Linked DNA regions of Mus musculus: region 2 is linked to region 1. Evidence: chromatin contacts called from public Hi-C data. All regions are on one chromosome and are shown on one strand. Each heading gives the region's core, a stretch centred on a gene start, on an enhancer-like site or on the middle of the called end of the contact. The rest is flanking DNA. Distances are from core to core; before and after follow the strand shown.

Region 1 (3,834 bases), core at 535-3,034:
ATTTACCATTTGCCCTATGAAGTCTCAGACAGTCTGCTTTCTGCTTCTCATTTTTATCTGCCACAGTGAGGAAGCCTTGACTTGTTTACTCCATCTTAGCTAGCTGGAGATAGCTGTACCATGGTTTGAATGAGAACAGGCCAAGGGCACATGAGCTGTTTGCCTCTGTTTTTAAAGTCTAGGAATGAATGAAAACAAAAGTGTAATGAGGTGCATGGTATAAGGTAAGAATTAAAGAAAAAAAATTGGTTTGCTAGGCCCTGATTAAAGGCCTCCTAGGCTGTTAGTGTTGTGGCAAGGGGAGACAGGTTCAGTCTCCTTTCCATGAACACAACTAGGAGAAGCCTGGCCCAGGGACAAATGCATGGCTGTACACAATCAAAAGCCAACAAGGCTACATAGAAAGATCCAGCGCTGAGAGCTGGGGTAACATGCAGGCCAGGCAGCTCCATACTGGACCTTCATAGAGACCAAAGGCATATCCACTGGGGCCAAGAGACCTTGACAAGGTAATTATTTTTCTCCAGTTGGTTTTGTCATTTAAAAAAATTATACAGTGAGATTATTTTCCTAAAAGGAAAGTGAGAGGCAGTTCCTAGGGGCATTTTTTTTTTTTTATTACTCCTGACCCTGCTCTCCTCCCTGTCTTTGCACATGGCAGAAAGGGTTTCAAGGACTTTGGCTCAGCATGGGGAGGAGTGGCCCAGCTCTGAAGTGAGTCATGGCTATCTTCACTAGGGAGTCTTGAGTTACCAGAGACAAGCACTCAGTGGCTGCTAGCGTTGCTTCAGCTGAGTCAAGCTTTGGACGTTCATTTCTTATATTGTATCTGGGTTTGCCCAACAGATCATAAAGTCTTCATCCTAGGAGAGAATCTAGTTATATTATATCTGGGTTTAACCCTACAGATATGAAGTCTTCATCCTGGGAGAGAATCTAGTTATAGTTAAAAAACACTTTTTTGTTAAGCATTTGGAAGGTCTCTGTGGAGAGGCCCTGCTAGAAGTTGGCCCCACAGGGGAGAGGCCACAGTTAAGCAGTTGCACAGATGGCCAAGAGGAGCAGAAGAGGCCAAATCTATTGTGAATTTTCACTTGCAGCTGTATGGAAAGCAGTTATGATGGCGAGTCAATTGCTGTGGGTTTCTAGCTTTAAATTCAGGCACAGGAAGCAAATGTTTTCAAATGCCGAGCATACAGGGAGATTAAAGGACTGGGGACAGGTTTGAACCCACAGAGCCTTTCACTGGCAAGTGAGAGGGGTCTCTGTTGACAGGAAAGTCAAGTGTGGTAGCTGGCATAGAAACCAACCTGACAGATCCTATGTGTTTTCCCCAGGATAGATATTTTTGCTTCTGTCTAGTAAGGCTTTGTGTTGGGGTTCTGATTTCTCTTTTCTGCTGTTCAGATCCAAAGTTTATGCTTGCCAACCACTCTGGGTCACGTATGAATGGCAGGACTAGTGGCTCTGTCACGCATGCGCCATTTCAGAGTTTTGTCTGGAACTCTCCCTGTGCAGTAAAAAATCGAGCGTCTTCTGACCCCCTCCAACACCCTGCCCCCATTTCCACCCTCCATTTGGCCCGCTGCTGGGACTATAGTCTATCACTTATCTAACATAAAATAAACAGAACAATCTGGAGCTAATTTAGGTGGTTTGCCATATCAGGATACAGCTGGGAAAGATTTTAAGAAAAGGCTGGACAGGAACAATAGCGCTGTGAAGTGGAGCAGTGTGGAGAGCACAGGAAGGCAGTTTCAGACAGCCTGGCAGACAGCTGTCAGCCACTCCAATAACAATCCCCAAAGCCAATGAAAACGGGCAGGCTCTGTGCAGGGAGCTCGGCCCTGCAGAACACCAACAAGGAAAACAAGGGATTAGAGGGCGTTCTGACTTAATGGTTAGGAGTTGTCAGGGCCACCTGTCTCCCGGGAGCCCTTCACCAGGGCTCCTGGCCAGCAAGGCCTGAAGAGGAATCGCAGAGGAGACCTTCCATTTCTCTATAATTCTGGCCAAGATTTTTTTTTTTAAGATGCATGCATACATACTGGCTTTATCCTGACTTATGAATTCAGCAAGGCCCACAGCAGCACATCTGTTTTTGACATCAATTTCTCCTACTCTGCAGGATGGTTGAGGGTTTTGGTTTTTTTTTTTTTTAACTCTTTGGGGGCCTCTGGCTAGACCTTAAATTTCCTGGTGCAACTTGACAGAGGTGAAAGGGCTTGAGGGAGCTAAACAAAGCTGTGTGTTGTTCTTGAAAGAATTTGTGAGTGCTTTATATTAAATCAAGAGAAAAGAAATAAAAAGAAAAGAAAAGAAACCACCTCGGACCAAGCTCTTGACAAAGATCCAACCAGTTAGAGATGCTCTGAAGTCTAAAGGTAGCAGAGAGGTTCCTGCCAAGGCACGGGTCAGAAGCACCACGATTGGCTCTCTGTCAACTCTCGCCACTTGGCCAAGGCTTCTGGGTCAGTTTCTGCACCTAAGGCCAGGCGACATTTTCCCCTTCTCCATCACTTAATTCCTGACATAAGCTCATACGCTCTCCTTCCAGAAAGTGCTCTGTTTAATGAAGAGTTCCCTCTGGCTAGAGAAATTTTTGGGAAAACCCCACTTGTTTAAGAGGGATTTTTAAAAAGATAATATAGATTTCCTATTCTAAAGTAACAAAACAGCATCTGGGAGGTTTAATAGAAAATAAACCAGCTCGGAAGAAGAAAAGAAACAAGGGTTTTATCAGTGACCATCTCTCCATTTTAGCTCATGTCTGTACATCACAGTACATCCCTGAACTAACAGGTACTCATAACTCCATGGCAATACAAGCTAAGCCTAAATGTTCACTGTAGAAAGAAGCTTTTGAAACACAGAAAACAATGTGAAAACTTCTGGCAAGCAAAAGAATAGGCTGGAAAATATTTCTTTAAAAAAAAAAACTATAACATCCAGGGCTGGAGAGATGACTCAGCGTGTAAGAGCACGTGATGCTCTTCTGCAGGATCCACACTCAATTCTCTGCACACTGGGCAGCTCACAACAGTCTGTAATCCTAACTCTAGGGGAGTCGCCATCTTTTTCCTGCACCGCAGACACTGGACTCATGTACAGAAACACAAACACAAAGACATACACTGTGCTGGCTCCCTTATATCAACTTACACAAGCCAGAGTCATCTGAAGGGAGGGAACCTCAATTTTGAAAATGCCTCCCTAAGATCCAACTGTAAGGCTTTTCTCAGTGACTGATGAGGGTAGGGAGAGGCAGTGCATTGTGGGTGGTGCCATCTCCTGGCTGGGAGTCCTGGGGTCTATAAGAAAGCGGATTGAGCAAGCCATGAGAAGCAAGCCAGTAAGCAACACCCTTCCGCGTCCTCTGTATAAGCTCCTGCCCCAAGTTCTTGCGCTGTTCGAGTTCCTGTCCGGACTTCCTTTGATGATGAACAGTGATGTGGAAGTCAATTTGCTTTTGGACATTGTGCTTTACCGCAGCAATAAGAATCCTAACTAGGATACACATATACACATAACTAAAATGCATATTTTAAACATGTGTAATGTCCAGCTAGGCTTGACGGAACAAGCCTGTAATCTGAGTTCTTGAGACATGGAGGCAGGAGGATCATATGTTAAAAGGCATCCTAGACTACATAATGAGTTTGAGGCCAGCCTGGACTACAGGAAAGAGAGAGATAGAGAGAGACAGGGTGGGAGGGAGAGACTATAGAGACAGACACGGGGAGATAAAGGGGGGAGGGGAAATCCCTCCTAACCACAGCAGTCCAATGATTATTTCAAAAACAATGTCATCACATTAAAATGAGAAATAAAACC
Region 2 (3,834 bases), core at 567-3,066, 370 kb before region 1:
TATTGAAGGGCTTTTCTCTTGGAATCTGCTGAGTGTCCACTCGTGTCTCACGTCCTGGGAGCCTGTGGGCTCGCCTGCACTCCTGCCTGAGTTTCTGGAGTCGCTGCCTCATTTCTTTCAGAAGCTCTGAACCTTGTGTACCAAGCACAGGGGCTGCTGACCCTCGGCGCTGGGAAGTCTCAATTCCGCCAGCTCCCTGTATTTCCCTCCTGTACTGCTGTGGTTATCTAAGCCTCAAGCCTGGACTCAGGTCCTCCTCCTGTTTCCCAACTTCAGAGTAGTGGGGAATGCAGGTTGCTGCTAACGTGCCAAGAGAAAGCCTTAGCTGAGAGACACTGATGACTGACGGCCTACATAAGGGAATCAGAAAGGGGGAAGGAAGCAGTCAGGACATACAGGACAGGTGAGGATACAGTGTAGCAAATGCAGGGGTAACAGAAGGCTAAGCATGGACGGGAGGAGGTGGTGCATGGGCTGAGAAAGTCCCAGGGATCCGTGGTGGGGGGTGGACAGGAGCCTGGACACAACTGCATCCTCAGATCCTGCAGGGTTGTGAAAACTAGGACACCTTGTTAAGAAGTTCTAATCTTTAAAAATGTGTAGTTCACTGAAGTGTTTTAGGGAACAGAGTGATTGGGTAGACATGACAAGCTTGGACGTAATCCTGAAGTAGATAGAGGATTTGTGGGCAGGGGGTAGGGCTTGGAAGCCTGAGTTGACTCCTCCCACTATGAGAGAGGCCAGGCTTCATTCTTGTTGGGTTTCTCTAGGCCATTTGGCTTAGGGGATGGCCATTAGCAAGAACAGGTTTGGGGCTGATGAGACGGCTCAGTGGGTAAAAGTGCCAAGCACACCACTTGGGTCTGACCCAGGAACCACGTGGTTGAAGGAGAGGACCAGCTCCTGCATGTTACCCTCTGACCTCCGCAGGTGCTCGATGGCACGCCCCCAACACGCACAAATCAAAAGAGCAGGTTTGGAGTCAGGGTGATGCCATGGCTGGGGCGTGGGGTTTCAAGTACTGGTAGACCATGTGTGTGAATAAGCTCCGTAGACGTCTAGACAGAGAAGGAGAAGCAAGCAAAGAGATCTAGGCTGGGTTTTCAGACTGGGAAGTTTTGGCTTCTTGAGGTGAGTGAAGCCTGAGTGAGCACATAGGGGTATAGAGCCAGAAGAGGCCTAGGGGCAGAGCACCCCAGAGCAGTTCTACAGGAAAGACACCGGGAGCTCACTCCTCAGTGACTCAGTGACTGCACGCCGGGCAGTCCTGAGCAGGCTCAGGGACTCTTCTCCCCTTCTGTTTTTGCTTTTCCATGAAAGGGATAGTTGTATAACTGAGCTTATATCCACATGTCAGGCATTCAGAATAAATATCATTTCCCCAATAAAGTCACAGTATTTATCAGCATTGTGTCTATTCTCTATTTTAGTGCATACTCTGTTAATAATTAGATTTAACTAATTTAAATCTGAGATGCAAAATTAGGTTACTGGTTGACTCTCTCACGTATCCACTGTTAGCTGGTACTGTCTCACTCTTACCTGTGAAGTTAAGGATGTCAGATGAGATGATGTTTTTATATGGTATGCTGAGATATGACACATGGCAATATAAACTAAATTATAATTTGAAGCAACCATCAATCCTCTTGTCTTTTCTACCTCTGATGTAAACTGAGATCCGAGTACTGATTCTTCAACACTGACTTAAAAATTAATAATAAATTATCAAAAATAAACACACAGACCCCCTTGTAGGGAGTATGTAGCTCTAACGTGTCACCACTAGGGGTCAGTCTCTTCATGGGCGGTTCGTGCCCTCAGGAAGGTCTGCATAGTCCCAGCTCTGGACTAGAGGCGTTGCCAGGCGGTTCTTCTCTTCTCTCTCTCTCTCTCTCTCTCTCTCTCTCTCTCTCTCTCTCTCTCTCTCTCTCTTTCTCTCTCTCTCTCCTCTCCTCTCCTCTCCCCTCCCCCCCTCTCTCTCACACACACACACACCCCTCTAGACATGCTGTGCAGTCTTGGTTTGTTGTGATGATGTAAATGTACTTTTGAGGATTCAGTCTCATTCTGAGATCTCACAGCTGAGATAACCCAGGTTACCCGAGTTAGACCAGGTTATCGTTGGGTTGGACGCTCATTGTCCCTTGGTTTCTGCCATGGTATTGTTGTTTAAGCCTGCGCTGCCCAACTGTTGAAAGAATTTATATCTCCTGAGCTTCTTCATAGACAGAAATCCTTAGCTTTCACAAATAGGTTTGATTTTCTATCAGTTGTTTCTTATTGTGTTTGTTCTGTTTCTACAGTGAACTATCAAAGTACTGGATAGTGTTTCAGGGCAAAAGTGGTAGATGTTCTAAAGGAGCCAGTTAGTAAGACAGGAATGAGCCACAGAGAGCTGTCAGGAGCTCTGAACATCTCCCTTTGAGTAATCAATCACTAAGAGTTGGGACAGCATAACATTGAAGTGAGAAGAAGGCAGTACAGGTTGGATTCCCTGAAGAACCTGGGTTCCATTATGTCTTCTATGGGATTTGGGAACTTGCCCATAAATATTCATGCCCACATTAGTACACTAGTTACTAATGGCTTTTTGTATTTCAAAAGAAGTTTTGAAGTTAGTTCATTTTAAGAACCAAGATAATCTAGGTGTTTTAACTGTTTGAAGACTTCCTGAAATGTCTGGTCTTCAGCTGTAGTTTTCATTTGTAAGGAGTGTGGGGTTGGAAGCGTATGATTCAGAATAGTGCTGAGGGAGTCCCGCTAACCAGTTAAGTTGGTGTCCGACACCATTGCGTGGGGAGGTACTCCAGTGCATAGACTAACCTGGTCTGCTTCGACCGAACAGGGCAGCTACTGTCTTTGAAGGCGCTGTGTCGCCGTTAATCCCACTATGGCCATCTCCTGTGTTTATTTTGGACCTAGGGTAAAAAGCTGATTTCATGGGTTTTCTTTTCTGTTCCCCCCACCTCCCCTCTGACCTCTGCCTGGTCCTCGCACACGGCAGGGTGGTTTGAGCAAATGTGTGGATCGCATCTCACCATCTCGCCTTGGTTCTGCCTCCTCAGGTGCATGGACTGTACCGCACAACAGGTGCTAGTTTTGAGAAGGCCCAGCAAGAGTTTGCAACGGGAGTGATGTCCAATAAAACTGTTCAGACAGCGGCTGCAAACGCCGCCTCAACCGCAGCAACCAGCGCGGCGCAGAACGCCTTCAAGGGTAACCAGATGTAGCGAGCCTGGAAGCAGTTCTCTGTTTCCTTAGGACTGTATCTTTTTCTCCAGTTACTGTATTCTACAGATATTTTTTGTTGGAAACACACAATACACAAAAGCATGGGTATTTCCAATCCACATGTGCATGGTCTAAAAACCAGAGAAACTTCCTTGTCTTATTACTTTGCCTAATAGTTTCTTAATATTTCCATGCTCTGCACAGAAGAAAACTATCACCTGCTAAATAAATATTCTCCATATTTTTGGGGGATGGTGTTCCTCAGATTATTTCAGTGGTGACACACTGAAATGAGTATGTGACTTAAGATTTAAAAAGCGCTCGATAGTAACCACAGAAGTTCTTCCAGGAGTCAGTAGAGATTCAGACTATACATTGGACATGACACCATGTTTCTTTCTTTTCCCCCCTCTATTAATAACGAAGGAACAAGGTCAGCAAAAGTTTGGGTGTTTTTAAATTGGCTTGCTTTATATGAGGTTCAGTCACCAGAGAAGAGCCTGTGTGCTCTGTAGTAGATAATGTATATTTTACCTTCCTTTATTTTATTTTTAGACTAGTTGATTATTTTGATAACAATCTCTGATCTTGCATGGGCAC

The links. Hi-C and Micro-C count contacts between places; a contact is called where the count stands out from the background.
Region 2: a Hi-C map of muscle stem cells shows a contact between it and region 1, with 2.7 times the contacts expected there. The contact joins two enhancer-like sites. A contact is called at or near these places in 2 of 15 datasets of contacts at CTCF or cohesin (the NIH/3T3 cell line and stem cell-derived epiblast-like cells), 28 of 484 Hi-C or Micro-C datasets (the BV-2 cell line, the C2C12 cell line, bone marrow-derived macrophages and 12 more) and 3 of 115 datasets of contacts at active chromatin or transcription factors (cardiomyocytes, embryonic stem cells and fibro-adipogenic progenitors).

The regions. Positions count from the first base shown.
Region 1 is chr13:93,837,226-93,841,059 of GRCm38.p6, reverse strand. The region is part of intron 4 of Arsb (arylsulfatase B); the gene reads right to left. Among named protein-coding and RNA genes, the nearest start is that of Mir5624, 48 kb to the right of the region's middle. Within about 2 kb of position 1,784, at least 139 of the 459 cell types and tissues checked have an H3K27ac peak or open chromatin away from gene starts, as enhancers often do. A contact at or near this core is called in muscle stem cells, where this site is marked.
Region 2 is chr13:94,203,398-94,207,231 of GRCm38.p6, reverse strand. It overlaps Scamp1 (secretory carrier membrane protein 1), which reads left to right. Exons shown (of 9, transcript NM_029153.1): 9 at 3,069-3,834. The coding sequence ends at 3,233. Among named protein-coding and RNA genes, the nearest start is that of Scamp1, 80 kb to the left of the region's middle. Within about 2 kb of position 1,816, at least 6 of the 459 cell types and tissues checked have an H3K27ac peak or open chromatin away from gene starts, as enhancers often do. A contact at or near this core is called in muscle stem cells, where this site is marked.